3 separate regions of the Sus scrofa genome follow, and regions 2 and 3 are each linked to region 1. The links are chromatin contacts, called in public Hi-C and promoter capture Hi-C maps. All regions are on one chromosome and are shown on one strand. The core of a region is the stretch at or near the end of the contact, and the rest is flanking DNA. Distances in the headings are between cores, read along the strand shown.

Region 1 (2,620 bases), core at 35-2,534:
TCCCTTTGTGGCTCAGCAGTTAATGAATCTGACTAGCATCCATGAGGACACAGGTTCAACCCCTGGCCTTGGTCAGTGGGCTAAGGATCTGGCGTTGCCGTGAGCTGTAGTGTAGGTTGCAGATGTGGCTCGGATCCTGTGTTGCTGTGGCTGTGGTGTAGGCCAGCAGCTAAAGCTCCAATTGGACCCCTAGCCTGGGAACCTCAATATGCTGCGAGTGAGAACCTAAAAAGCAAAAATAAATAACAAAAAAGCCCAAATGCAAACACAAAGCATTTTCCTGTGTTTTTAAGGTACATTGAATTTTCTTTCTTTTGTGGTGGGGTGGGCAGCAGTGACAAGGCTGGATCCTTAACTGCTAGGCCACTAAAATGCCAGTGTTTATATATTAACAGTTATGTTCTTGGCCCAGATAATTATGAACTGATTTTTCACTCACAGGAATGTTAAGAACATTCAGAAATAATGTAGTTTGGGAGTTCCTGTTGTGGCCAAAACGAATCTGACTAGTAACCATGAGTATGCAGGGTTCCATCCCTGGCCTTCTCTGTGGGTTAAGCATCTGGTGTTGCTGTGAGCTTGGGTGTAGGTCACATAGCAGCTTGGATCTCAATTTGCTGTGGCTGTGGCATAGGCCTGCAGTTCTAGTCTGATTCAACTCCTAGCCTGGGAACTTCCATATGCCTCAAGTATGGCTCTAAAAAAAAAAAAAAGAAAGAAAGAAAAAAAGAAATAGAGTATTGTGGGGTAATCTTTCCCTGTGTGGCCTTGCATTGCAGAACAGCTTAAACACCTAGCTTTATTTAGCCTTCTAAAATCCATGGTTTTCCCAAAGTTCTGATTAAACAAACAAACAAACAAAAACGCCCCACAAAAGTTAAGTCCCCAGTCTAAGGGATGATAACACCCCCTTGAGAACTGCTTTCAAAGTACATCCTCAGTAACCAATACAGACCTTAGTAATAAATAACAGTGGAACTCTGAGGGGCTGAAGATGTTTAAACGAACCCCTAGCTAGCCCTGAACGATACATAGCTTCGCAGTCGAATCAGGAAGCAGAAATCCGACGTACGGAAGCAAGAGATACACGCCACCTTGCCCGAGATTTCCTTTTTCCTTGCTAATTTTTAATTTTTTCTTGACAAGACGTCATCCTCAACTAAGTGCCCTCTCGGTCCGGCCGCTAGGTCGGACGAGCTGCTGTCCCCTGCGCAGGCGGGGTCGCGACTAGGCCCCGCCCCGGCTCTGCGCGTCACCGGAAGTGAGGTAGCGGAAGTGATAAAACCCGCTGGGTGGTAGGCAGGCGAGTCCGGGAGGCGGCTGGCTGGTGGGATGGCAGATGAGGAGGAAGACCCCACCGTGAGTGACCACTTGTGTTCCAGCCCACGTTTTTCTGCACTCTTTCGGGCACTTATAGCGGAGGCACAGTTTAGAACTGGAGCTTTTTTCCGTAGTGTTTTCAGAGGAGAGCATCAGAGACTTTGCTTCATACTAGCCTTTCCCTTCAGATTCATCTTTTTGGTACGCGGGGCGGGAAGAGTGGGAGCGTGGCTCCCTGCCTGCCCTTTGCTTTTGGTCCATGTTTGCCAGACACTCTCTGAAACATCTAGAGAATCATCAGAGGACAAAGCTAGTATGTTAGCGCTCATTATGAACCGTCAATTCAACTGCTAACAAAACTATATACTTATTGTAAAATAGTGGAAAAATAATGGACTCAGAGTCAGGGAACATGGATTTCAAAATCTCTTTTCTCTGTGAGCAGGTTATTTGAGCCTCGGTTTTCACATCACAAAATGGGATTAAGGCTTCCTTGAGGAACGTTCTTAGGGCTGTGTTAGCAGTGCTTAGTAACTTAGTTTTGCTTGCTTTAATTCAGTATCAACTCCTTTACTAGCAAAACTGTCTAGAAATAGGCCAGCTTAGTTGGTTTAAAAAAAAAGAACGGTGTGGGGAGTTCTTTGTGGGCAACAGGTTAAAGATCCAGCGTTGTCACTGCAGCGGCTTGCGGCGCTGCTGTGGCGCGGGTTGGATCCCTGACCAGGGAACTTCCACATGCCTTGGGCTCGGTAAAAAACAACAACAACAACAAAAATATGGTATTGGAACTTTTCCAGGAGAGACACTACGGTTATTATGGATATTGTAGAAGCCATTCCTGCATGAGTCTGAAGTTGGACTGATAGTTTTTAAGGCCTCTGAAATTCTAAGGTTTCATGGGGTTTTGCTGCCTGCTTTAGGCTTTCAGGCATGATATCATTGTTGAAGGTGGGGAAAAAATGTTAATTATTTAAAAGTCCAATGCAGTGCTTGACATCTCTATGTATACATTTTAACTTCTAGTTTGAGGAAGAAAGTGAAGAAATTGGAGGAGGTGCCGAAGGTGGACAGGGTAAAAGAAAGAGACTTTTTTCTAAAGAATGTAAGTAGTATTTGGCAATGATTTCGTTATAGATAAAAACCTTTGGAAATGTCTGTTCAAAGTAGACTTACTGTTCTGAATGTGTTTCCTTGTAGGGACAATATTGTCAGACTTAGCTGTAAATTTTGTTTAACCTGTGAACCATAGTAATGATTCTTACCCCAGTGTATGTATTTATATATGTATATGTATGTATAT
Region 2 (2,620 bases), core at 47-2,546, 290 kb before region 1:
TCGTCAGATTCATTAACCCCTAAGCTAGGACGGGAACTCCCCAGTAATTTCAAAAGAACTTCAAAAGAGCAAGCATAGTGAACTTAACTAACATTTTTCAATAGTAAGGCCACATGAGCTAACCAGAAACCTAAAGGATATAATTCTTTTCTCAGAAATCTAACAGATCCTTGAGGATTGCCACTTGGAGTGTCTCCTCAGTTTTATCAGGGTCAAACTTCTTTTGGCTAGGGAACCACAAAATGAAATTCCTGGTGAACTCAAGAATGTAGCAAATAAAACGATGGGAAAAATAAATATCAATATCCAAAATGTCTTATTTCTACATTTCCTCTACCACTGAAATGCCTTGGTCATTTACAAACCTAATCTAGGGCCAAGTTATGAACTTCGCTTGAGAGAGACAGGCCTGGAGAGGTTGAGGCCTTGCCTAGTGGTGTCTCATTACCGGAAACAGAACGCTGGCGTTTCTCTTTTAGTCATAAACTGCCCACTAAATGACTTCCTAACTGGCTTTCCTGAGCAAATAACTCATTCGTTCATAGCTATGAAGCTATGAAGTTGCTTTTCTACCCTTAGGGAAGGGAAGCAAGAAACACACAAAAAGATGGCATTGCCAGCTAATTCTTCATGAATAATAGAAAAAGGCAGTGAACAATTTGAAGCCAGGATTCAGAGTTCTGGGTCACCAAGTCGAAAACCTGTACAGGGGGCAGGGGTTGGGGAGAGGAATGGAAGGAAATGCTGGGAAAATTACCTTGATGGTGCGGTGCGTAAGCTTGAAGGGTTTCCTAATGACTAAACCTCACTAACTTTTCTCAACAAACGAGCCCGAATGCACCGTAGCGCACCCCATCACCTCTCACGTCGAGCCCTGGAGGAAATCCGCGCCGGAGCGGGACGAGCCAGGGATCTTGCGAAACGCCGGGAGGGTAGAGGGCGAAGAGAGACTGGGACCCATGTGCTCTGGCGGGGATTGCGGGAGTCGGCGAGGAGTCTATCCAGCCAAGGGTTCAGTCAGCTCAACTTTCTATACAAGTTCTCCCAGTTGCCAACCTTGGGACGTGGTCACACATTCTCGAAAAAGCGAACTCTCAGCACCTGCCTTCAGCTCCGAGCGCCCCTAGCAACCACTCGCGATTTAAAGCGGAAGAGCGACCTTTGCCCAGCTCGCCCAGGACCAACCGAGGCCTGGCGGGGGAGCGCGTTAGTCCAATCACCTCGGCGGGAACTCCGACCAACCAATAGGAGGCTGACGCAGGAGGGCGGGCTTAAGGGGTCGCCGGCGCACGCGCAGTTGGGAGCGGGACCTCAGTGGTGTGGCGGTGTGGGTGATCTGGGTGCCGGTGGACTCGTGTTGGCCCTTAGAATCCCCGCGTAGCCGCTGTCGCTTTGTCCTGCCGTTACCATGTTTCTTACCCGGTCTGAGTACGACAGGTCTGTGTGGTTGTGGGACGTCGGATCGGGGTTACGGGTGGGCGGGCCCAGGGCCCGGTCTGGGCTTGGGTTCTGCCGTGTCATGGGGGCTCCCCAGGAACCCAAGTCTGGCGGGGCCTGAGGATCTCTTGGCCTCCCCAGCCTCTCGCTGTGATTCTCGAGGCTAAACTTGCGGTTTTGGGCCGCGCATGTCCTACCGCTGAGTCACTGCTGGGTCCTGAGTCGGCACGGAAGCGAGAAACTCCGCTTTGTTCTTGGGGAAAGAAGGCTTGAGGGGCCGTGACTCCGACCTTTAACCCGGGGAAGAACAGGAGTCACCCTACTTCCGTCCATCTTTTCGTGCTGAGCGGGACTGCCTTTTTAAAATGTAAATGTGCTGCCTGGAAGAAAAACAGTTAGAGATCACTTAATGGGTTTGTTAGTTTCAGCTTCTTTTTCCTTCTAGGAGGACCACCTCGTTTCCTGTTTCTTGGTAGTGGGAATAGAGCAGCCATTCCTTTGATCGAGGTGTAGAAGGGCGTGCTGTGTTGTGTAGTTTCTGCAAAAGCGCGAAGACAGTCTCAACTTTGCCCAGATGTGATGTCAGGATTCTCATTTTATGGGAACTGGTATTTAGAATGATTCTTAAGAGTTTTGTCACCGTGCTGATTCAGCTAGCCCTAGGCTTTTCTGACTGGTTGAACAGTGTAGCGAGTTACTTTAAGTGTATGTTGAGACCAAATCAGTTTTTGAAACCAAAACTATGAGATTGTTGTATTTATTTTAAAAAAGCCTTTCAGAGCTTAGAAATGTTAAGTAATATTAACTTGTACATACTTATGCCTACAGCATACTTTTTAACTTTCAGTTTCTGTTTTGGTCAGTTAAGTTTCAGGTAGCTATTAAGCTTTTTTGAATTTTAAAGCCAGGAAAAGCAGATGTTTTCTTTATACTACATGGCTTGAGAAGCTGCATTTCTTTTCAAGTATATATTGAATCTATCAAAAGTTTTATCATGGAGTTCCCTGGTGGCTCAGCGAGCTAAGGACCCAGCGTTGTTAATACTGTGGCCCTGGCTACTGCTGTGGTGTGGGTTTGATCCCTGGCGTGATAACTTCCATATGTCAGGGTTGGGGGGGTGGGAGTGGTGGTTATCACTTAAAACTACCACTTTTCAAAAATCTTTTTACTGACTCATAGAAGA
Region 3 (2,620 bases), core at 57-2,556, 260 kb before region 1:
TTTCATGGAGCTTTGTCAGTTCAGTAGCTGAGAACTTGGAAGACTATTCTAGCAATTTTTACCATCCTGCTCAGATGCCATTTAAAAATACCTTTAACTTGTCACCTCTCGCTATGGTTGTTCTGACAAAATGTAAATTTATAAATGTAAAAAATGTAAGTCGTTGCAAATTAACACAACCAGAAGGATTTTAATGTAAGCCTTGGGTTGGGTGCCCTGCACCATTCATTTTGCTCTACAATGAATATATTCTCATTTGGATTTACCTCCAGTTTATAATTAAAAGTAGTTGTTAGCTGCTTTATTTAGGTGTAACATTTTGTATACTTCATATCTTCCTACTTATTACCTTTTCTACTGAGCAACTTCTAGCATTCCAAAGAGTCAATAAGGAGGATATCTAAAACTGGTTTTACTTCCACTGTGTGTTCCAGAATAATGTGCCTCTCCTTCCTGCGATAAACGGAACAGTGTAGGGGTTTTGTTTTATTTACTGGAGACAGGATGCTAATTTAAGGGACATCATATACCGAACACCAAACTTGTGCAATGCACTCACTGCAGGGTTAAAACACTTTGGTAAAGACAGATACGCATCTATACAATGATCATCTCTCAATTAGGCACTGGGCAATTCTGTCCCCCTTTTACCTGTCCCTTATGTCTAAGCTACTTTCTAACTCCAGGAAAACCAATAGGCAGTTCCTCCTTTGGTTAACTCCCTGCAGAAGAGGAAGATGAGTGAGGAGAGAATTTTCTTCGGGCTCGCATGAGTCACGGATGTCCTAATGTCTATCTGCCTCCGCGAGATTTAGCCCACACAGCTCTCACTCACTGTAGACAAATGGGGCACTCCAACCCTGCAAGGGTTAAAAGCCAGACGCACCGGTTAATGACAGAGCCCCCATTTCCAGCTAAGCGAGCTCAGGGATTCCCTGAGGAGATTTTCCAGGCGCTGCAGCAACCCAAGGAATTTTAAGGGTGTCTCTGGGGAAGAAGGGACCAATTCAGCCCCAACTTGAGGGTGCCAGAGGGAGGAGCTAGGGGTCGGGGCCCCACGGAGTTGGGGGCTTCTCGAGAAGGAGGGAAGCTCCCCATGCTAACTCTGGAAGCCCGGCCTGGGAGACGCCGGGCGATGGGGGGATGACCTCAGCGGTCTCTGCCACGTTCCAGCCAATCAGCCCCGCATCTTGGCATCCGAATCCAGGACCCCCTAAGCAGGAGGCGCCGCGAGCCAATCAGCAGTGGACCGGGGAAGAAAGACAGGCGGCCAGCCTATGGGCGGAGAGGTCTGGCTTGGCGTATCCAGGGAGCGCCGGCTCCAGCAAGGGGGGGGAAGGTGGGCGGCGCCGGCGGGGGTGGGCGGGCGCGCCGGGCGGCAGGTGTCGACGGCGTCGGCATTCGGCGGCGATGGAGCGGCCCCGGGGAGCTGCGCAGGGCCTCTCGCGCTGGCCCCACGGCCTCGGCCTCCTTCTCCTCCTCCTCCTCCAGCTGCTGCCGCCGGCAAGCCTCGGCCAGGACCGGCTGGACGCGCCGCCGCCGCCCGCTGCGCCGCTGTCGCGCTGGTCCGGCCCCGTCGGGGTGAGCTGGGGGCTGCGCGCGGCCGCGCCTGGGGGCCCGGTTCCCCGCGGCGGCCGTTGGCGCCGCAGCGCGCTCGATGAGGACGAGGACTGCGGCGGGGTCCGGGACTTCGTCGCCAGGCTGGCCAACAACACACACCAGGTGAGCGGGCGCCGGGCCGGGGCACCGCCCGGACTGTGAGGTGCTGCCCCCGGGCCCCTGGCGGCCGCCCGCCCCGCCAGCGCAGCCCGGCCCTCTGTCTTGTCCGTGCGCCTCGCGTCCCCGCGGAGGAGACCCCGGCTGCTCGCCAGCCCCGCTGGCCCGCGCTCCCCCGGCCGCAGCCCCGAAACTGCGGCTGGCCGGCGGGCGGGCCGAGTTGGGCCCGGGGAGCTGCCCTCAGATGCCGCGGCCGAGCATGTTTCGTCACAGGGGAGGCAGGCTTTGACTTTCACGGGATTCTTTTTTTTTTTAATTTTTTTTTTACTTTTATTTTTCTGTTTAATTGTCAAAATCTCTCGAGCGTCGTTGTTTTCCGTCTGTATAAATAATTAGGATCCAGTAACGCTATACCCCACCAGGAAGCTGGAGGAGTAATTACCTCTTAAGTGCTTGGAGAAGTTGGGCTACGCAGAAGCAAAGGTGTGTCTTCGCCGGGTCAGTACTTTCTGGGTGGGTAGGCGGGTGTTCAGTAATCCCAGAGCAGTTATTAGATTACTGTGTGTTTTAACGGCTAAAGGAACAAGCTTGGCAGTGGGGTTGATAGTACGTATATGATCTCTCTTACGCCTTCGATTTGACCTTCTGTCATGGCATTGGACTGTATCCCATTGTAACAAGATTTCCAACACTTAACACGTTGCAGATATTCTGCTTTGAGTTAGGTCCTCGTCGAAAACTTTAAAAATTATGGCAGTTCTGTCTCTGGGGATAAGCAGCTCAACCTTTGCATAGTACTACTGGTTGACAAAGCCAGTTGTTGGCTATGTCCTGGCTCCTTGCACCTTGGGCGTCTTCCTCATTTTTTTTTTTTTTCTTCCTAGAACTAGCGATTTAATTGCTA

The links. Promoter capture Hi-C pulls out the DNA fragments that hold promoters and counts their contacts. A called contact is a pair of places that touch in the nucleus more often than the background predicts.
Region 2: a promoter capture Hi-C map of liver shows a contact between it and region 1, with 4 times the contacts expected there. The contact joins the promoter of PSMA5 here to the promoter of TAF13 in region 1. A contact is called at or near these places in 1 of 5 promoter capture datasets (liver) and 1 of 47 Hi-C or Micro-C datasets (skeletal muscle).
Region 3: a contact with region 1 is called in a Hi-C map of embryonic fibroblasts, with 2.9 times the contacts expected there. The contact joins the promoter of SORT1 here to the promoter of TAF13 in region 1. A contact is called at or near these places in 3 of 5 promoter capture datasets (fetal liver, fetal skeletal muscle and liver), 4 of 47 Hi-C or Micro-C datasets (embryonic fibroblasts, epiblast stem cells, fetal skeletal muscle and 1 more) and 1 of 2 datasets of contacts at active chromatin or transcription factors (skeletal muscle).

The regions. Positions count from the first base shown.
Region 1 is chr4:110,979,532-110,982,151 of Sscrofa11.1, forward strand. It overlaps TAF13 (TATA-box binding protein associated factor 13), which reads left to right and starts at 1,285. Exons shown (of 4, transcript NM_001243639.1): 1 at 1,285-1,359; 2 at 2,344-2,422. The coding sequence starts at 1,333.
Region 2 is chr4:110,694,133-110,696,752 of Sscrofa11.1, forward strand. PSMA5 (proteasome subunit alpha 5) reads left to right here and starts at 1,297. Exons shown (of 9, transcript NM_001144901.1): 1 at 1,297-1,437. The coding sequence starts at 1,409. LOC102167065 (a long non-coding RNA gene) reads right to left here and starts at 1,207. Exons shown (of 2, transcript XR_303194.3): 1 at 758-1,207.
Region 3 is chr4:110,719,804-110,722,423 of Sscrofa11.1, forward strand. SORT1 (sortilin) reads left to right here and starts at 1,307. Exons shown (of 20, transcript XM_013997288.2): 1 at 1,307-1,722. The coding sequence starts at 1,411.